Linked DNA regions of Mus musculus: region 2 is linked to region 1. The links are chromatin contacts, called in public Hi-C maps. All regions are on one chromosome and are shown on one strand. Each heading gives the region's core, a stretch centred on a gene start, on an enhancer-like site or on the middle of the called end of the contact. The rest is flanking DNA. Distances are from core to core; before and after follow the strand shown.

Region 1 (3,978 bases), core at 1,031-3,530:
CCATTCCCCATTTTCCATCTTCCACATTGTATATATATTTAAAACATGTTACTGATTTGTACCTTGTACAAATTACTTTGTACAGATTCACAAGTTTTTCTGTCTTCAAGTATGGTGGGTTTTTTTTTTCTTGCTTTTTTTTGGGGGGGTAAAAAGATATGGTTACAAACTTTAGTTATATCCATTTGTTAATTCATTTCATTTTTCCAAAGAAACGTCACCTTGTACTTCCAAATCTGCAATTATCCTTAAGAATGGACTAGATCAAGCATCTACCCCATAATAAGCTGTTTTATATCTCTGTAAGACAATGAAATTTAAGAATCAAATTTCAATTTAAATGTCAATTTAGAAAGATTCTTGAAGATAGCATAAGTCATTTATAATAGCCTCCAAAGAAGAGGAATGCTAGTCTCCTTTTATAAGAGTCGGGGAGCTGACTCAGTAGTTAAAATCATGAACTGCTTTTCCAGAGGACGCTAGTTCAGATCTCAGCAACCAAGTCAGGCATTTCACAACAGCCTGTAACTTGATGTCCCCTTCTGGCTTACAAGAGCACTACACTTATGTGCACAAACCTCAAACAGACACACATACATACACATAAAGCAAAGCAAAATATACCTTAAAATAAATAGGAATGATATCTAATTTTTCTCTGTGTCTCATAGTATAATATTAGAGTACAAGAGTCAAGATTGTGTAGTATTTGAATTCAAATTCTCATCTTGCCACTTGCTGGTATGACACATATCAAATTGCTTAAATACTCAAACCTTCAGTTTTTGCATAGGCTTTCAGACTATCATCCACACAAGTTTAAATTAGATGGTATGCTGGTGGTGGGATGGGATGGCTCAGTGGGTAAAAGTGCTTACCACTAAGCCTGACAGTCTTAGGCTCAAAACGGAGAGAACCAACTCTTTCAGGTATTTCTCTGACATTCATATGTAGGCTCTGGCACGCACCCCTCCTACAATCAAATATAAAGACTAAATGTGGAAGAATAATTTAGATAATGAAAGATCAGAGGAGTTAATAATTCACATCATAATAATTAGCAGTAATTTATACTTGTGTTATTTGTGCCTAAGTATACATTGTTCTCATGAGCTCAGACATTCTTTGTCCTGCTAATATCCTTGTCGCAAAGCTTTCTTTGCTTAGTATTTTATGTGTGTGAGTGTTTTACATGTATACTGTATATATTTAGTGCCTGTCAAAGCCAGAAAACAGCATCAGATCTCGAGTAACTGGAATTACAAAAGATGGTAAGCCACCATGTGGGTGCTGGGAACTGAAACAAGGTCCTTAACAGAAGCAGCTCCTGCTCTTAACCACTAAGCCATCTCTACAGACCTCTACTTGTTATCATTAAACATTTTCTTATTGTCGCAGATTTCCAGGCAAAGTATTCTGTTATCACCTCAAGTCGCTATTATTTATTTACTTATTCAGCTTTGTTTCTGTACTTGGAAGTGATACTCTTAAAAAAAAAGTCTGGGATAAAAAAATGCAAACAAGGAATCTTTTGCCCACACAGTAAGTCTCTGTCAATGTCAATATTAGAAATTTAAAGAAAGAAAAGCCATTGGAAATTCTTCCTTCCTTCACATTGGTTATTTTTAAGAGAAAGGATAAGCTCTTATGTTGGTTTCCTGGAGTTGCTATAAAAATTGCAACACCCTCCAAAAACCTAGGTGTCCTAAAACAGCAGAAATCTATACTGTCACAGTATAGAATAGAGAAATTTGAAATGGACATGTTCCCATCGGTGCCTTCTGGGAGACTGTCCCATCTCAGTCTGGTGATTGCAGTTATCTTTGATGTCCATTAGCTATAGAAACATCATTCTAATCTTTACCCCAATTTTAAATTTTATTTTAAATTTAGTATTTTATGGTGTGTGTGTATGCATGTGCATGTTATTGTATGTGTGTTAGGTGGGTATAATGTGTGTGCATTTAGAGATCAGAGGACTTCTTTGGATATTGTTCTCTGGAAGCCACCTCCCTTGCTTTTCCGACAGGCTCTGGAGCTTGCTAGTTTGCATAGCTGCACTGTGTGGCCAGGGAGCCTCACGCATCTGCTTGTCTCTATCATGTTGACACTGGGTTATAAACACAACCGTCCCACCCAGATTCTTTCTTTATAGGAGCTGCACATTGAACTCAGCTCCCCATGGTTGCAAGGCAAATACTTTAACAACAAAGCCATCATCTACCCAGCCCTCTGGCCTCATCTTTAAACGACCTTATTCCTCTGTGATTCATCTGTGTTTCTGTGTATATGCTAATCTCATATACCTTCTAAAGATGATAATCATAGGAATTAGGAATTAGGGATAAGCCTAATCCGCTGTGATTTTATTTTGAGCATCTGTCACTACAGTTGGAGTTTTAAATATTTTTTGTCTTAGGAAAGTACAAAAAAGGTGGAATTGGAGTAACAAAGGAAAAACTAGTTTCAGTTTCCCGAAGTCTTCATAAATTCATCATTTGTATTTGTTTTCCTCTTGTAGCCACATGCTCAGAGTATTCTTGAACTAAGGTAGCTTCGAGGTCATGATCATGTATGTGCCTTGTCACTGGCTGAAACATCTACATATGGTACCTGACTGTTGTAAATCTGGCAGTGTTAGATAGTGGAGGGTTGTATATTAATTCTGGTCCTGCCACTTGATGAGAGCATCCCACATTAGGTCATCAGAGTTCTATGATTTGGAATATATAATCTGATCTAAGGTGGATTAGGTGTGTGAACTTTACCATATTGGCTGGCAACATTTATCTTTGGGGAAGAGACCCTGGGAAAAGAAGAGAATCAAGAGAATCAGGGCTCATGCTTGAATCTCACTGAGAAAGCAAAATAGAATGGATATCAATGGTAGATGGATGAAGGGAATTCGGTGGAGGAGGGGATCAAGATGTAAAAGAAATTAAAAAAAAGAAAAAGAAAAATAGCATGGGCTTTTGATAGTCAAATTACTTCTTTTCAGCAGCACTATTGCATTATAAATCTATCTATTTGTAGAGAAGGAATTAACTAAATTCTTTTGGAACTAGTGTCTATGTTTAGGGAAAAATTGTAAAGCCAGGGATTTGGGTCATCAAGTACTTTCACAATATATAGAAAATGCAATATTCATGACTAGTGCTTCTCTAGGCATTTGGAATTGGAAAGAAGGAGCTGTAAAAGTGTTTCTGTTTTCCAGTTACAAGAAGGACATTAAGAGATAATGGGAAGGTGTTAATCAAGATTTGGGTCACAATAGTATCTGCTAGGTAGGATGAAAAATTCATGGCAGTCCATTGTTCCTGCCATGGCAAACTGTGGAAAGATGCTGGTGTTTAAGACACCACGTTCCAGAGAAGGCACCACCTTTCTAAGGTAGACAGACAAGAAATATCCTCTAATATAAAGATGGTGATATATGAAATGGAATAAGGATAAAAGCCATATGCTCTGCAAATAGTGACTCTGATAAAGTTAGTGTGCTATGTCAGATAGTATGCTTCAGGATGGAAATCAGTTTGTAAGCAAAGGTGGGTACTTTAAAGTAATCAAATAAGAAGATGGCAGAGCTGAATGCATACTGACTCCTCTGAAGATGAAGCCAAGGGAGGAAAATCCCTTGAGCCTCAGAATTTGAAGCATCTTGTATATTCTGTCAAAAAGGTGTAGGGGGGAATAAGAAGGTTAATGATTCTAAAAGCATTGAGATCACTGTGTCAGTGATCTAAAGGATGCAATATTTTCATGTATCAAGTGTTACATTCCTTTGGCTGCTTCAATGAGCAGAAGACAAAGTAGCTATGGGTGGTTATTTAAATCCACCTGAGTAAGTGATGAAGAAGGAAGAGGAGTTGAACATGAACTGTGTCACACTAAAGTCAACAGATTAACAAAGAGCTTGAGACCCATGCCATGAGGGGGAGCCTACCCTGACACTACTGATGATATTCTTCTGTACTTGTG
Region 2 (3,978 bases), core at 688-3,187, 150 kb before region 1:
GTCATCCACGTTTGATTGACATCTATTGCTCCTGAATGCAAAAGTGTGATTTAGGAAACCAATTCTACTTACTTATTTAAACCCTTCTTATATGTCAAATGTATTTGCCAGTGGGGTAACTCCCCTAATACTCACTCTGGGGCCCCTCTATTAGTATTCTAAATTCAAGTGGTTTCTTCTTCCAGCTCTTCCACTGTTAGGGGTGGTGGCTGTTCTTTGTCATAATTTCCCTATTTTCCCTCCCCTAATGCATATCTGGGAAATCTGCTATGGTACCTACAGAAAGAACTCTGTCTCATGAAAACCAGCACTTTCGCAAATACCACTTGCTTTATTGTAAGACCTTCAAAGGCCTTTGGACAAGGGATGACTTCTCCTGCACGCTGCATTTTTAAGCAAATGCAACTTCAAGTCCAATGATGGTGTCTCCTGAAGGGCTCTGCAACTGGAAGCCTCTGAGTCAAATGCACATGCATGCTCAAGCCCTTGGCACTTGTGAAAAGAACCAGCCCTCCTCCTTTTGGGCGGTGGGCAAGTTCATTTAAATCAAGAAATGTCCTTTGGTTTTTAAGTACACGTCACTGTTCTCATCTTATTTCATCTAGAAGGCTATGGAAGCAAATGCTAAGGTTAAAAAAAAAAGCACGCACATCTACTGTCTGGAAAATTGGAGAGAGCCCTCCTTATGTTAAAAGTGGCATTTTGAAAAACACCTGAAGCACTGATTGTGGATGAGCCAGAGGAGAAATGTTGTCATCAAACCTCCCTCCTTTCAACCTTCACTTCCACCTCCAACAAGAGCTGTTGGCACTGGGGAAATAGATTTAGGTGTGACCCTTGAGTCCTGAGAGCAGTTGCGCAGCTGTCTCCCTCCCCCTAGTATGACCAGCTAGGGCGCTGCCATCGTCTGGGCTAGACAAGGAAGTATTCAGGGTTTCACTGTTCATCCCTTGCTGAGAGGGGGGAGAGGCCGAAAAAAAAAAATCCCACATTGTCAGAGTAATGCCAAACTCTGTGTGAGTGGGATGAGCAGAGCAGATGCTGCAGAGAGATGCCAAAGCGGCTCCCCTTCCTCTGTGCCTTGGGTTCCTATAAATTGCTCCGGCGCGCGTTTGTCAGCCTCCTCTTCTCCTGGCAGGTGGTACCCAGGCAGAATTCTGCGTTCAGCTCTCTCGTTCAGCTTTTCGGCGGCGAGGCTCTCGATGCTGCTGGCTAGCTCCTATCTCCTCTGTCCCTGAGCTTCTCTGAGCCGCGGATCCTGCGAATTGCCATTGCTCCGCGCATCTCAGGGGCCTCCCGACCCCAAGCAACCGCAGCCCTCTAGGGTTGGGGGGTGCGTTTCTGTTGGAGTTGCAGGAGAAAAAGAAAGAAAGAAAGAAAGAAAAAAAAAAGAGACAAGGACAGACGAACCAAGCCAACAAAAGAAAAGCAAGAAGCAGAAAAAAAAAAAAGGGCAACTTCAGACAGAAAGTTGGTGAGAACTGGCGCAGTCTGCAAAAAAGGAAAAGTCGATCACGGGCAGCAGCGGCATAAAAGTGTGAGCTGCTCCGGACGAGCGCAGCAGGCGGCAGCTGGCTTTGCCCTCCGGGTGGCCGCTCCGGCACCCGCCGCAGCCACAGGTGCGAAGGGGCTGGCAGGAGGCGAGAGGGCGCCCTGAGCACCCCTCCCCCCAACCCCCACCCCCAGCTCGGGACTTCAGTTCAAGTCACTTGGCGCCCCAGCTCCCTCCCTAGCCGCAGCCTCAGCGGGGGGGAGCAGGAGCCGGTCAAGAGCGACCGGCGCGCGCCCGCCCAGGGGAGTTGGGGTTCGAAGGGGGATTGTTTTCGGCTCTGAAGAGGTCCCCGCCCAACCTTCAAAATTTTGTCCAAAAGCAGACAAGAGGATCGGCCCGCGCTGAGCCGGCTCGTGGGCAGCAGGAGGCGCCTGATCGCCGCCGGGGCGCTGGGGGTGGTGATGGTGCTTCTGCTGGTCATCCTCATCCCGGTGCTGGTGAGCTCGGCCGGCACGTCGGCTCACTACGAGATGCTGGGCACCTGCCGCATGGTCTGCGACCCCTATGGGGGCACCAAGGCTCCCAGCACCGCCGCCACTCCGGACCGGGGCCTTATGCAGTCCCTGCCCACTTTCATCCAGGGTCCCAAAGGCGAGGCCGGTAGGCCGGGGAAGGCAGGCCCGCGTGGGCCCCCGGGAGAGCCCGGACCGCCGGGCCCCGTGGGGCCCCCGGGCGAGAAGGGAGAGCCGGGTCGCCAAGGCTTGCCCGGCCCGCCTGGGGCGCCCGGCCTGAACGCGGCCGGGGCTATCAGTGCAGCCACCTATAGCACGGTGCCCAAGATCGCCTTTTACGCTGGCCTCAAACGGCAGCACGAAGGCTACGAGGTGCTCAAGTTCGACGACGTGGTAACCAATCTCGGAAACCACTATGATCCCACCACGGGCAAGTTCACCTGCTCCATACCGGGTATCTACTTCTTCACCTACCACGTCCTGATGCGCGGAGGGGACGGCACCAGCATGTGGGCTGATCTCTGCAAAAACAACCAGGTGAGCGCGGGCAGGCAGTGGGGAGGGCGGAGAAGGTGCTGACAAGAGGGAGGAGACCCCGGAAATGGGGGTGGGAGCCCGCGGAGGAAGGGTGCGGCAACCCGGCTCCCCGGGCTAAAGCGAGGGGGACTCTGTGACATGCTGGAAAGGCGGGGGTCATACGCAGAGGAGAGCGCCTTGCAGCCCAGACAAGGTAGTTTTAGGGTGCCAGAACCGTGCTCGGCGCGTGCAATTGAGAGCATAACCCTCGAGGGGCGAGAAACTGGGATCTTGGCCCCGGGGCCAACTCGTGAACTTGCAGCAACTGTCTTACAGCAGGCCGGGAATCCCTGGTCTGTGGCATTATCTGCAGTTTAGAGTCGCTTCCAGCCTTTTTCTGAGAATGTAGAAGGTTTCAGAAGCCCGAAATGGGCGTGTCAGGGCTCCAGATTCAGAGGAGATAGACCAGCATTCCGGGGAGGATGGAAGGACCCCAAGAGCGAGTCTCAGACAAGGCTGCCCAGGGCTCAGACAGCACTCTGCCGCGCGCATGTAATGGCATGGCCTTTGAGAGGCTTTGGGCGGTGAAACTCAATAGTCACTTTACACTCCAGTTAGTTTCCAAAGGAAGAACTGCTGGGAACAGAAAAAGTTGCATTTACACTGTAACAGTATAGCAGCTGGCATGCAAACACAGGAACCCCCACTCTTGGAGTAGGAAAAGGAACAAGAAAGTGGTCCGGGAAGTTGCCGGGTCAGAGCTCAGCCCTTTCACCACCCACTATCTCCAGGGCAGCGCGGCAGAGGCCCTTCCTAATCCTAGCCTACTTGATCACAGCTGCCTTGCCTGGCTTTGCATTGGCTGCAAAATAGCCTCATATGAGCCTGAATCAGGACCTGCTCTTCAGAGCTGGTAGGTGGTGCCACAAGGAACACTGGCTTGCAGTGCGGGCCAGGACTACTTTGCCTTTGTTAGAGTCAAGTCAGTGCAAAACCGAAGCATCTTTGTTCTTGTAGCCGCAGGGAGAAAATACACTTCTAACTACCTAAAAGTGTAATCAGACCTTCTGCACAGTCCAAGTAGCAGGCACCCGGTGGTGAGGCCTTCGTACTGGTAGCCAACTGTGCTAGCTGAGTTCCTGAGCCCTACACTTTGCTTACTGACCAACAAGAAGAAAGATCCCGCGTCCCTGTCATCACCTTCAAGATACCTCGTTTCACGCAGTAATTTTGACTTATCAAGGGCCGGCGTGCTCTAGGTCTTTGGTCCCCTGAAAATTCAGATATTATCTAGACGCAATTTTCTACTGAGCACCTTTAGGGCTTTCTTTCTTTCTTTCTTTCTTTCTTTCTTTCTTTCTTTCTTTCTTTCTTTCTTTCTTTCTTTCTTTCTTTCTTTCTTTTCCTTCCTTCCTTCCTTCCTTCCTTCCTTCCTTCCTTCCTTCCTTCCTTTTACTC

Evidence for each region. Hi-C and Micro-C count contacts between places; a contact is called where the count stands out from the background.
Region 2: a Hi-C map of rod photoreceptor shows a contact between it and region 1, with 1.6 times the contacts expected there. The contact joins the promoter of C1ql3 here to the enhancer-like site in region 1. A contact is called at or near these places in 1 of 39 promoter capture datasets (liver), 3 of 484 Hi-C or Micro-C datasets (nephron progenitors, rod photoreceptor and uterus), 2 of 115 datasets of contacts at active chromatin or transcription factors (bone marrow-derived macrophages and embryonic stem cells) and 2 of 9 other capture datasets (adipose tissue and embryonic stem cells).

The regions. Positions count from the first base shown.
Region 1 is chr2:12,861,158-12,865,135 of GRCm38.p6, reverse strand. No RefSeq gene overlaps it. Among named protein-coding and RNA genes, the nearest start is that of Pter, 61 kb to the left of the region's middle. Within about 2 kb of position 2,280, at least 2 of the 459 cell types and tissues checked have an H3K27ac peak or open chromatin away from gene starts, as enhancers often do. A contact at or near this core is called in rod photoreceptor, where this site is marked.
Region 2 is chr2:13,008,823-13,012,800 of GRCm38.p6, reverse strand. It overlaps C1ql3 (C1q-like 3), which reads left to right and starts at 1,937. Exons shown (of 2, transcript NM_153155.2): 1 at 1,937-2,541. The coding sequence starts at 1,954.